2 separate regions of the Mus musculus genome follow, and region 2 is linked to region 1. The links are chromatin contacts, called in public Hi-C maps. All regions are on one chromosome and are shown on one strand. The core of a region is the stretch at or near the end of the contact, and the rest is flanking DNA. Distances in the headings are between cores, read along the strand shown. Region 1 holds the start of 1700034J05Rik (RIKEN cDNA 1700034J05 gene). Region 2 overlaps Ppfibp1 (PTPRF interacting protein, binding protein 1 (liprin beta 1)).

What was found. A called contact is a pair of places that touch in the nucleus more often than the background predicts.
Region 2: a contact with region 1 is called in a Hi-C map of the N1E-115 cell line, with 1.7 times the contacts expected there. The contact joins the enhancer-like site here to the promoter of 1700034J05Rik in region 1. A contact is called at or near these places in 3 of 484 Hi-C or Micro-C datasets (the N1E-115 cell line, nephron progenitors and uterus), 1 of 115 datasets of contacts at active chromatin or transcription factors (embryonic stem cells) and 3 of 9 other capture datasets (adipose tissue, liver and pancreatic islet).

The regions. Positions count from the first base shown.
Region 1 is chr6:146,951,209-146,957,058 of GRCm38.p6, reverse strand. 1700034J05Rik (RIKEN cDNA 1700034J05 gene) reads left to right here and starts at 2,638. Exons shown (of 3, transcript NM_001164236.1): 1 at 2,638-2,770; 2 at 3,473-4,173; 3 at 4,562-5,758. The coding sequence starts at 3,517. The coding sequence ends at 4,807. All of the region lies in intron 2 of Ppfibp1 (PTPRF interacting protein, binding protein 1 (liprin beta 1)), which reads right to left.
Region 2 is chr6:146,989,385-146,995,203 of GRCm38.p6, reverse strand. Ppfibp1 (PTPRF interacting protein, binding protein 1 (liprin beta 1)) reads right to left here. Exons shown (of 31, transcript NM_001355728.1): 5 at 4,604-4,690; 6 at 2,689-2,802; 7 at 1,767-1,898. Among named protein-coding and RNA genes, the nearest start is that of 1700034J05Rik, 38 kb to the right of the region's middle. Within about 2 kb of position 2,238, at least 9 of the 459 cell types and tissues checked have an H3K27ac peak or open chromatin away from gene starts, as enhancers often do. A contact at or near this core is called in the N1E-115 cell line, where this site is marked.

The sequences.
Region 1 (5,850 bases), core at 1,389-3,888:
TAACTTATCCTTCTCTGAATTTGACAACTGACTTGCAAAACCCCATTTCCAGGACTAATTTAAGAAAATAGCTTAAATAAATGTTCACAGAAGGAACATACATTTGTTTGTGCAGGTTTGCAAGAATATTTTTAATTAAAATACAATCTATATGCAGCAAACGTTGTCCTTTTTAGGTGTACAGTCCAATAAACTCTGACAATGCATGCAGCCATGTAACCATGATTAAGGCTGTTGAGCCCTGTTGCTCAACAGAGGCACTATGAATGGTTACTAGCATGGGGCTTAGAACTGCACAGGCCCCAAACCATGTATGGTCTCATCAAAAATTTGGCTGAGAAAACGCAAAGAACTAAATCTTTTACATTTATTTTATGTGAAATTACAATATTTTATATGAATTACCTGAAGTACAACAAAAATAATTTTACCTGAGTCTTTCCTCTTTTTTGGAACTACTAGAAAATTAAAAGTTAATGATCTCACTTGTGCCTCAAATTGCCTTTTACTTGCAGATGGTTTTGACTTGGCAATTTGCAGGGAATACCACATCCTATTCCCAGTTCCAGGCAACTACCAATTACCTTGTATACCTGAAACATTTGATTCTAAGAGGTTTTAAAATACTTCCATTAAAATATCTACCCTGAACCTTGTAATTTTTCTTAAACATTTTGTAGAGGTTTTAAAAATAATTTTTAACATTCGTTTTTAACTTCACAAGAGTTTGAAAAGACTCATCTATAATAGTATTTGTTAATCAATATCATTTTCATTAACTGGCCTCGAATGCACTTGGGGCAATAAGTTGTCTTCCGAGGGACGTGCACAGTGGTCCTCAAATGAATGGAGGCCATTGTGCACACACACAACAGCATCTATTCACACATGCTGCGGTAGATCTGAGCCAGAGGTGGGGAACCTCCGAGAGCTTAACTTAGCCTCAGGAAGTGGAGAGAAAGCTTTATCTGTGCTCACAGGCTGAGTAGACACGCACAGCACTGAGCCAGCCGATGTGGGAGGAGAGCAGGAGAAGGGTGTTCTGGCCCGCTAGCCGGCCTGTGAGGGAGGACTCTGTGATGCCCGATGATAACAGCCAGAGACAGGCAGAGCCAGTCAACTGCATCCTGTCCGACTCATCCCAGCCCCGTCTGCTCCCTGTCTGCTTTCTTCCAGGCCCCTTCCAACTAATCTGAAAAGAATTATTATTTATAACAGGCATTCATTCTGCCTGCTGCTATTCATAGTCATCTTCACTTACTCTAGATTCTTTTTACCATCTGTCTGATTTTCCAAAACACAATAAACACTCTAGGTAGACTTTCTGCCACTGTATTTCTATGGTACAGGAGACTGCAGAGAGTCTCCCATAGGCTAGTCAAGAGCTCTACCACTGAGCCACACCCACAGCCCCGAGCCCCACTTTCTATTAGGTTAACTTGGCTCTGCCTCTAGGTTAGGTTCCTTCTCAGCAGTCAACTTTGAGCATGTCTGCCCTCCCCTCTCTTCTCACCCATCTCCACCTTTTCCTTCACAGTGCCCTGAGGACTAGAAGAACAAGAATCATCTGAATGTCTGAATTTTAAGCATTTTGCTATTAGTCTCCTAAGAAGACCTCAGCTTGTTTCTTGGGAAGCCTACATCCTATCATCCCTTCAAACTTTTTTTTTTTGTCTTTTGGTAAAACCATTGCACCCAAATTATAATGTAGCCAAAGGGAGAACTGTTGGCCATCAACAGTGTCCACAGTTTCTAAACACAGCAAGTGGCACTCACCTCACCCTCCTAGCCAAAGGATTCCCACTGGGTCTTTTGAATGTACTCAGGGGGGATGGTTTCTACCATGGCTCCCTTGCTAGACTGGGTTCCTTTACTATGACCCCCATAGTCAGGTTAGGTTCCCAGCATCCACATCAGGAGACTCACAACCATCTGTAACTCTAGTTACAGAGGACCCAAGGCTCTGGCATCTATGTGGTGTACATACACAGACACACATACATGAAATCATTAATTAGTTAGTTAATTAATTCCTGCTACAAGTGGCAGAACATAGGGTCTGAAACTTGTTAGGCACTCAACTGTCCGGTGTGTGTGTGTGTGTGTGTGTGTGTATGAGGTATTTCTGATATAAACTAAGACAAGAGGATACCAGCCTGAGCTACATTCAATCTTCTTGCTTTGGTCTCCCAAGAGCTAGATTACAGATATATACTATATGGTCATCATTCATTAATTTCAAAAGCAGCAAAATAAGTAGGTAGCCTGCATTCTCTAGAGACACAGAAACAACAGGAAATTTTAATGTATAAAAAGAGACTAGTTACAAAGAATTGCTGAGAAGTTCCAAGATCTGCCCCCTGTAATCTACAGACCTAGCATGGCAGTGGAAACCTAAGTATGACATGTAGCAGACTAATGTGCAATCTTGGGGGATGGAAATCTTGGGGGATGGAAATGAGGGAAAATGTGAGAAAGATCTCATGGAACTGACTGATTCTAATGAAGAGAGTGCAGCCTACTATTGTATGTGCTCAGAATACTCTGAAACTGAAGGGACAGATCCTGTCCCTTTACATAATTCTGACCATAACTTGGTTCCTTTGTTGCCATGGTAACCAACAGTCTTGGAACACAAACTTCTCAGAAGCAGTTGGGCTTTACATCACTGAGACATGGGCTCTGAAGGGTTTCTGACTCCATCACTTTGTCTCCACTGCTGGAAGCGCCTGTCTCATCTGGGCAGCCCTCAGATCAGGGCATGACAAAGGCATGAGCATGTGTGTGAGTGTGAGTGTGTGGTCTTCCAGGTTTGCTTACAGGGAGATTATGGAAAATGCAGAATAAACATGCCATCAGATGGTGGGAAGATGGGTGCTCAAATGACAGTCACCTTTCTGGAAAGCATTCTGGTATCAATTATTATGTCTATATATTTATGATCTTTGGTCCACTAACTCCATGGATCATGGTATGGTCTTAAGTAACCTAGTGATCATTAATCAGCCAAGTTATTGAGTATCAGTAGGTGACACCTAAGGCTATTTAATAAGAAAGTAGTTAAGAATATTAGAATAGCCATAGGTTATTATAAACTTGATAATAAGTTTCTATTGATGTGAGAACCACATGTATTTGGATATGTGTGTATATGTACATATGCGCACAGATATACATATATACTAAGAAATTAGTTACCTTGACCTCAGAAGAGTGGACTGAAAACATACTTGACTCTAGTCACACTTCCCTGTCATTTTCAAATTCTCCTTTTTGTTTATAAGCTCTCTCAGCTACTGTCAAACAAATAAGAGGCACAAAGAAGAGATGCCAGAGTGTTTTTGTCTTTACAGAGGCAGAAAGTACAAAAGGGTGGACTATACAGAGTGGAAGGAATAGTTTCAATAAGAAAAAGGAATGGGTCATATAACTTCCCCCCATAATATCATTTACTAATTTTTTTCTTCTGAAGTTTCCAGAATCAAGGAAAACTTGAGATTGGACACTCTCAGCACCATGACAACCTCACCCTCCAGCAGTGACTACAGTAGCACAGAGGATTCTATTTATGAATGCAAGTCCAACCAGAGCGCCTCGGTGGGCTACTACCCCTCTGAGAACACCTTTTCCTATGAGGACCTGGTCTCCCGTGAGGAGACAGCCTCTGTGGATTCTTTGGTCCATTTCCTCCCTCCTGTCCAAAGCACCTGGAGGACAGAGAGTTTAAGGAGACTCTTCAGGAAACGAGATCAGGTGGAGCATGACCCAGAGCAGTTCAGCAAGCTAAGCATCACACTGGCCTGGGATATCGATGTGGACTCTAACCATGCAGACTCTCTTGCTAATCTGGATCTAAATGCCCATAGCCAGTGGATGGATAAGTGGCCAGAAGACAAGACAAAACTGACTCCCTGCAAACTGTATAACCTAGTACAGAAACTTGAGACATTTCTAGGAAAAGAAAAAGGTGGCCAGCATGACGGCTGTGTGCTCCCTGAATCTACTCAGAAGGAAGATGTCCACCTCAACAGCACTACCCCTCCACATACTGCTCAGGTCAGTCCTAAAGAACGTGATGTTTGTCAAGACTTGTCCAAGCAAAGATCCCTGGAAAATGAAGATATCTGTCAGGTGCTAGAGGATCCTCCAAGGTTACTGAAAGACGAAGTTGTGGTGAGCACAGAGATGCATGCCTCCCAGGAGAGCAAGGGGCAGGACTGGGGAAGACAAGGTTGGACAGTGGAGCCTCACTCTCACTACCTGCTGTGAGGCAAGGTGGGCCCCAGGAGACTAGGACAGGGGGGAAGATAACAGTAAGGAGAGGAGATGGGGCACTGTAGGAAAGATACTACAGAGCACAGAGGGAGGGAAGAGGGGTAGGCACAGCAACCCTCAACCACAACCACATAAAAATGGAAGTGTGTGTTCTAGTCAGTTTGTCTCGAAACTTTGCTATATTTGGGCTATTTGGGCAAATGGGCTTGGGTTCTATAAAGGAGTAGACAGCAGGCCCACTGATTTTGACACTACATGCATCTAACTCATCCTGTTTTCTCAGCAGGAGATAAGACAGGCATCTGAGAGCTCCTTGGAAACCTCCTCCGTGTCATCCCCTCAGCCAGAGGGTGCTTCCCGCTCACACAACATATTCTGTATGAACTTTCGGTGGGTCTTCCAATGGCTGCGGACACAAATCTTCTCCCGATGGAGGAGACAGCGCCCTAGCCAGGCTACCAACACCTGGCACCAGAAAGCAGTGAGAAATATACATTCTCTCAGAAGCAACAGAATCCAACCCCAAGAATGACACAGGAATGAGTTCACCTGACAGCCCCAGAGTTTTAAACCTTTGAAGCCTCTTGTTCAAAAATTCCTAAGAGGTATGTGTCCTCTCTTCCACCTCACAGCTGAGGAAATCAATACCTGGAGTACACAGTGGGAGTTTCCAATCTTCACATTCCTTCTGAACAAGCCACTTATTACAACCAGGGAACAAGTGTACCTGAAGTAGTCTGGTATCCTGGACCACCAGAACTGCTGTCTTGATGTTGGACCCTCGACTAAGGAGTGGCTCCAAACAGTCTCAGTGCCCACTGGAAGCACAACCTAAGCCACCCCACCATGGCGGGAGGCTGGTGGGATATATACTGCCTTCTGGAAATGAGGGTTTGCATAATGAAAGAGTAAAACACACATAAACAAAATGGAGGCAAAAAGAAGGAGGGAGAGGGGATGCTATTCTTTTAGGAAGCAGCATACTACCTAAGTTTACCAAGAGTTAATTCAGCCTTCTGAATTCAACAAGCATATTTTCAGCCTGAGTCAAAGTAATTTGCTTGGAGAAGACACACATAAGAGAGATCTGTGTTTACTGGGGAAAAAGACGTGGGGATTGTTGAGCAGGGGTTCCCATCTCCCCCAAGACTATACTGAAGAAAAAGCCCAATTCTTTAGTAAGATTTCTGGTTTCTGCCTACTCCTTTTAACCTCTGGAATGCGGCAATAGGAAGTATTCAAGCATAGCTCGTTCATTCTAGTGTCCAATGCATTATCCAACCAAAGCAGGTCCTCTAAGCCTCACATGTGGGGAAGGGGTGAGGCTAGTGAGTACCAAAAGGGATGCGTGGGAGCTGGAGGGCCACTGGGGTGTTGGGGGTAAGAATTTTACTGAACCTTTAAGTCTCCTGTAGAATTACTATAATTGTCAGGCACATATTAATCTCATTAATCAATAAATTCTGGGATCTATTTAACCTCATGACTGAAAATGTAAAACCATTCTTTAAAGTGTATCTCATCCTTGAAGGGAAGGCTCAGTTGCTTGAATTATCTGGGTGAGTATAACTTACA
Region 2 (5,819 bases), core at 989-3,488, 39 kb before region 1:
TTTTCTGTGATGCATTATAGTTATTTAAAGATTTCTATAATTTTTGCCTAGTCTATAAAAATATAAACTTAAGTTTCTTTAAGCCAACAATCTCAACATGAAGGTAGATGAGGGTCTAATTAATATATATATATATATATATATATATATATATAGTATATTCATATATCTAATACAATAACATAATTTTATACATGTAAAATTTTAAAAGCCTAAATGATTTTATAACAGAATATAATTGTATACCATTTCTACTGCCATTTTAAAAATGTACTTGTGAAAGTTGTTTAAATAATTTGAATTCAAGTTTAAAAAGAATTGGTTTCTCTTGCTAGCTTATCTTGCCTGCATAGAAGCCAGGAGTGGCCTTCCTTCCTTTGATCTTTCAGGCTTTGCTATTGTTAACAGGCAGCTTTGAACCCCCGGCAGGGACTGCTATAAACATTACCCCTTCCTTTAGTGCTGACTGCAAAGATGAAGGAAGAATTATAGAAAACCAAATTACATAGTGGGGCCATTTTCCTATTTTTTTTTAAAGACAAACTATCCAATTGTTTTTGGTGGCAATGGATTAAATATGAATCTGAAGTTCCAACCTGTGAGAAGCTTGATATGCCCAAGACAAGTCGGGCTGGAAAATATGGAACTACCTCTTTAATGCAAAAAGAGAAAAGGAAAGAAAATCTTTTTAAAAACCAATGTAATCTAAACTACTACACTTATCAGCTCAGGCGCTACTCAGAGCTCTGCATTTTAGCCATCTGTGCCTACACCAGAAGGGGGCGCAAATCTTCAAGGTTTAAAGATTTTAACGCACTAGGTTTTGGAAACACCTATAAATGTTCCCCACTTACTTCAACATTTTCCTGGAAACCAACATCCAAACTCTCAAAATTATGGCAGTGTTAAGCGATTCAGGATTGCAGAATAGCTAGCTAAAAGTTTTATTTTTAAGGGGACATTAAGCCAGAACATGTACATATTCTATTCTGTTTCAACGTCTGAATGCTATTTTGATTATTTTAAATATAAATGTAAAATTACCAAATATACTGTAATGTATCCTGTGAATATGTGTACACCCTTATATCAGCAGTGTAAACTATTTCATAGGATATGATCAAGGATTGTGTTTTCTAGAGGTTCTCAGGGTCCCTGGATGAGAACACAGGAGAAGACAGAAGTAGGGAGAAACAAGGCGTGACAAACACCTGCTGCAAAACCTCACAACCAGCCTCATAACCAGATTAAACTAAGCACAGTGCACCAGGTAAGTAAGACTCCGCCTCCTACAGTGTGGACAGCCTCCTCAACTCCCTTCCTATCCGCCATCCAGCCTCCTAGTTCCCATCCCTACAGCCTCCTCCCACCACCACTGAAACAATCCTCCTGCAGCCCCAGCTACTACGAAGGTTCAACAGCAACTGTTCTATTAGGGATGAGAGGGTAAGGAAAAGGGAAAAGTCTAAACAGACTCTTACAGGAAAATAAAGCCAGATGGTGGTGGCAAAAGCCTTTATCCCAGCACTCGGGAGGCAGAGGCAGGTGGATTTCTGAGTTCGAGGCCAGCCTAGTCTACAATGTGAGTTCCAGGACAGCCAGGCTACACAGGGAAACCATGTCTCAAACATCAAAGGGGGTTAAAAGCCTTAATCAGTCTGATGAAGAGACTGAGCAGTGCTCTTGCCCTAAGGAGCACAGTGAGGGCTGAGGAGGGAGGGAAGAGACAGAACGAGCATGCGAGCATGCGAGCATGCGCTACTTACCTCTGTGTCTCTGAACCGATCTTCATAATCCAGCCTGTCCTTCTCTACGGCCGTCAGTTTTAACTTCAAGTTAGAGATCTCAGCCATCAGCTCCAGCTTCTGTGTCTCTAAGGAGGTCCTACTCAGAAGCTCCTGTTAGGATTCCAGATGTTCACAAGTTTTACATTACACATTTCTGTCGTGACGGCAGAGCGGCAACGGTTAAGTGTAGCCTGTGGGTGAAGTACTGCCACACACCACACGGCTGAGGATCACTTAATCTAGTGACCTCTTCTGAACAGAACTACAACGTGTCATCAGGGTGTCGGGGAGACGCATCTGGCAGACTCCTGAGCCCAACGACAGCACTGATGGTGCTGTGCATGGTGCCTGCTATATCAGGAACTGGGAGACATGCTCATGAGTTCAGTCCCTGCAAAAGTCTCCTGAGGAAGAAGAGCTTATCAGCCTCATTTATCAGGGTTTCTAGAAACATGGAAGCCTAGATCACGAGGACAGGGAGGTCCGGAGCCTGTCAAGGCAGGCAATAGCACAGACTGATGTTCAACAGCAGCAACTCTGCATCCAAATACAGTCTCTGCGGCATCACAGGCTTTTCATCCACAAGCCCCATGTACGCACTGGGACGCATATATATATATGAGGTTTTGCCTTAACAAGCCACATATGGTGATTTTTCATCTCACGGTTGAGAGTTAGAAATAATATGAGCGCAAAAGATCAACTTATAATTCCTGTAATATTGTGTTCTCTCATAACTGCACAGTGTTGTGTGTCTCTGTGGTTTTAGACTCTGCTACTCTAGACTTCAAACAAAACAGTCTAGGGATTCTGGAATTTACTGCTGCTGAGACAAGACAGGAATGTTGCACCTCAGATAACACAATCCAGCATCCCCTCCCCCACCAGCTTTGGCCCATACCTGCTGCAGCATTTCTTCAGTGGCATTCAGCTTCTCTCTGTGCTCTTCAAGACAGAACTCCAAATCCCGAATCTTCTCTCCCTGAGCCTCCACCTGGTCTGTCAACACACTTACCTATTAAATCAAAGCAAGAGGCTATGAGTTTGAAAGGCTCTGGGCCCCAAAGCATGGCTCATTCTCTAACTGGAATGAGGACTAAGATCCATCACTCACGGTGGTTTAAAACATCACAAACTTAACAAGAGGACAGTGGTCCTACCCTTTGCTATTTATATTTCGCTTTGTGTGGATCAAGCCCAAGACTTGTGCATGCTAGGATAGGCAGGCTCTCTACCACCGGGCAGCCTCTGCAGCCCTATGCTGCCTTATGATCCAAGGATTCCTATTCAATTTAGGAGAAACATGGTGCTGATGAGAGATTTGCAGTTTCTTTACGCATTAAAACCATTTCAGTTGTCATTAGGAAAATCTGATGTTGAAGGCGATGGTAAGAGACTACTAGTCGGGAGCCACAGAGGAAGTGAGGAAACAGGCACAAAGGACCACGCAGATTTCACGGATCAATAATAAAAAGGAGCAAAGGTGAATAAAGACCTCAAATTCTACAAGCTCTTCCAAGATGAACATGGTCACAAGTGCGTTCAAAGCAAGGGCAAAGGAAGAGTGCTGTGGTGCACTTAGCATGAGTTCAGGTCCCAACACCAAAGAGGAAAAGGAAAAAGCCAGGGTACTGCACCACATGCCCAGGAAACAAACAGTGAAGCCCATCCCTCATCCCCAGGGTTCCATGCAGATCTACAAGTCTTCCCCCTGGGATACCAGCTGAATAAATACTCTTTGATCCACATCGTTCGAAACATAAAGATAAAGGCATTTTCTCTGTACTTAGGAACACCATGAGGAAGCAAGCAAAAGCAAGTACCGCATAGTACTCCCCAACAGCAGGCTCCACTCGGCTACTCTGTACGGTTTGTGTGTCATTTTAAAAGATGGAAAGTTAATATATATTCAGACAAGAGATTTTTATACTACGGGAATTCACAGATCTGGATTTCCAGTTGAAATGTATATAAAATCAGATCTGACAGCAGGGGACATACAAAATCATCTCAAGTGGCAAAATCATCTCAAGTCTGACCTGCTCCTGAGAACTGGGTGACAAAGCTGGCCACAGCCAGCCCTGCGCACTCCAGGTACAGAGAGCTGACCTAGCACCCCCTTCTTGTTTGTAAGATAGGACCTGAGAGGGCTGGTGAGATGGCTCAGTGGGTAAGAGCACCCGACTGCTCTTCCGAAGGTCTGGAGTTCAAATCCCAGCAACCACATGGTGGCTCCCAACCATCTGTAACGAGATCTGACTCCCTCTTCTGGAGTGTCTGAAGACAGCTACAGTGTACTTACATATAATTAATAAATAAATAAATCTTTAAAAAAAAAAAAGATAGGATCTGGGGTTATATCCCAGGTTGGTCTCAAATTCATGGCAAATCTCCTGCCCCAGCCTTCTAAGTCCTGGGATTACAGTCACTGACACCACAGCTGCCTTCTTCTGCACTGGCTGTTTCCTTCAGTGGCTGGCTGGGCTGCTGTACAAATTGTTTCATTTTCAGTAGTCTGTGAAAGTACAGTCTTCCCTTGGCATCTGTCTGTGGCTGGTTCGAGAATCCCTGCAGATATCAGTGTGCATGCTCAAGTCCCTTCATGGAACAGCAGTATGTTCACATACAGCTCACACATCTTCCTTATACTCTCAGCCACAGGTTTTCCAGTACAATGTAAATGCACATAAGCAGTTGTTATATTGCTTAGATGACATGTTTACTACAGGTGCTTAATACAGGTGTTGCACATATATGTGATTCAAAGTTGCAAGGACACATGTCCTGAGAAAGGAATGGCCTCAAGTACCACTTGCCTGAAGAACGAGGGATTCCTTGTCGTTTTCTAGACGTGCCAACCTTTCTTGATACACATCTCCATTCCCAGGTAGATGTCCATTTGTCTGAATGAGAAAGTAACATAAGTAAGGTCAACTCTCTCTTAGGATTGATATGTTATCAATCAGTAAAACTGATATTTTAAACTCAAGGGGCCTGGATTAAATTTAGCACAGCAGGCATGGATGGAAAATGTAAGAATTAACTGACTTCAAAATAAGCATTACAGGCACCTAAACACAACTCACTAGACTTACCCCATTTCTGAGTAAACAGAAAACAAGTACCCTGTCTTGGTTCTAAATGTACCACTGTGGTGACTACTGACCAAAAACAACTTGAGAGGGAAAGGGTTTATTTTACCTTATAGTCCACCATGAAGGGAAGTCAGAGCAAGAACTGAAGCAGAGGCCTTAGAGGAGCACTGCTTACTGGCTTGCTCCTCATGGCCCTGCTAAGCCACCTTCTTATACAACCCAAGACTGCCTGCCCAGAAATGCTCCCATCCCAGTGGGCTGGACCTTCCACATAATCATTAATTAAGAATACATCCCATAGGCTTGTGTACACGTTAATATGATGATGGGGACCTTTTCTTCCCAAATTACTCTGTATTGTGTCAAGATCACAGAAAGCTAACCAGCACAGACTCTAAAAAGCAGCAGCTGCTGGAATGTTCCAGTAGCCATAGACATAGCCCTAGGGAAAACGAAGTTCTGGGTACCTAGTAGAGGACAGTACTCTATTTGTCCCTGAATGATCCCTGTCACTAATTTGGGGTGTGGAACAGTGATTATGACCTGTGATGCCCTCCTGTTCCTACCACTCCATCCCCAGGTTCCACACCAGGCTGCCAATGCCTGTTTATGGAGCAGACACATGGACAGCGTCTGCCAGGCTTCTTCCCGTCCACTTAGCTCTACAAGTCACAAGATGAAATCGTAAGATAAAGGCTCCTGCCTGGAAAGCCTTCAGAAGCCTTTCTGTCTCCCCACCAGAGCTTAAACACTCAATCCAGAGTGATTTTTCCTGGTGGTACTGACAAGCTAGGCCTGCTTGCTAGCTTTGCAATTATTTTCCATCTTGGCTTCACTAACTTCTTACATTTTTATTGGTTTATACAATGCTAAGATCAGCTCCTAGGCAAAACCTGGCCATCAGCTTGTACCCTCCTGGCATCTGCCTTAGTGCTCG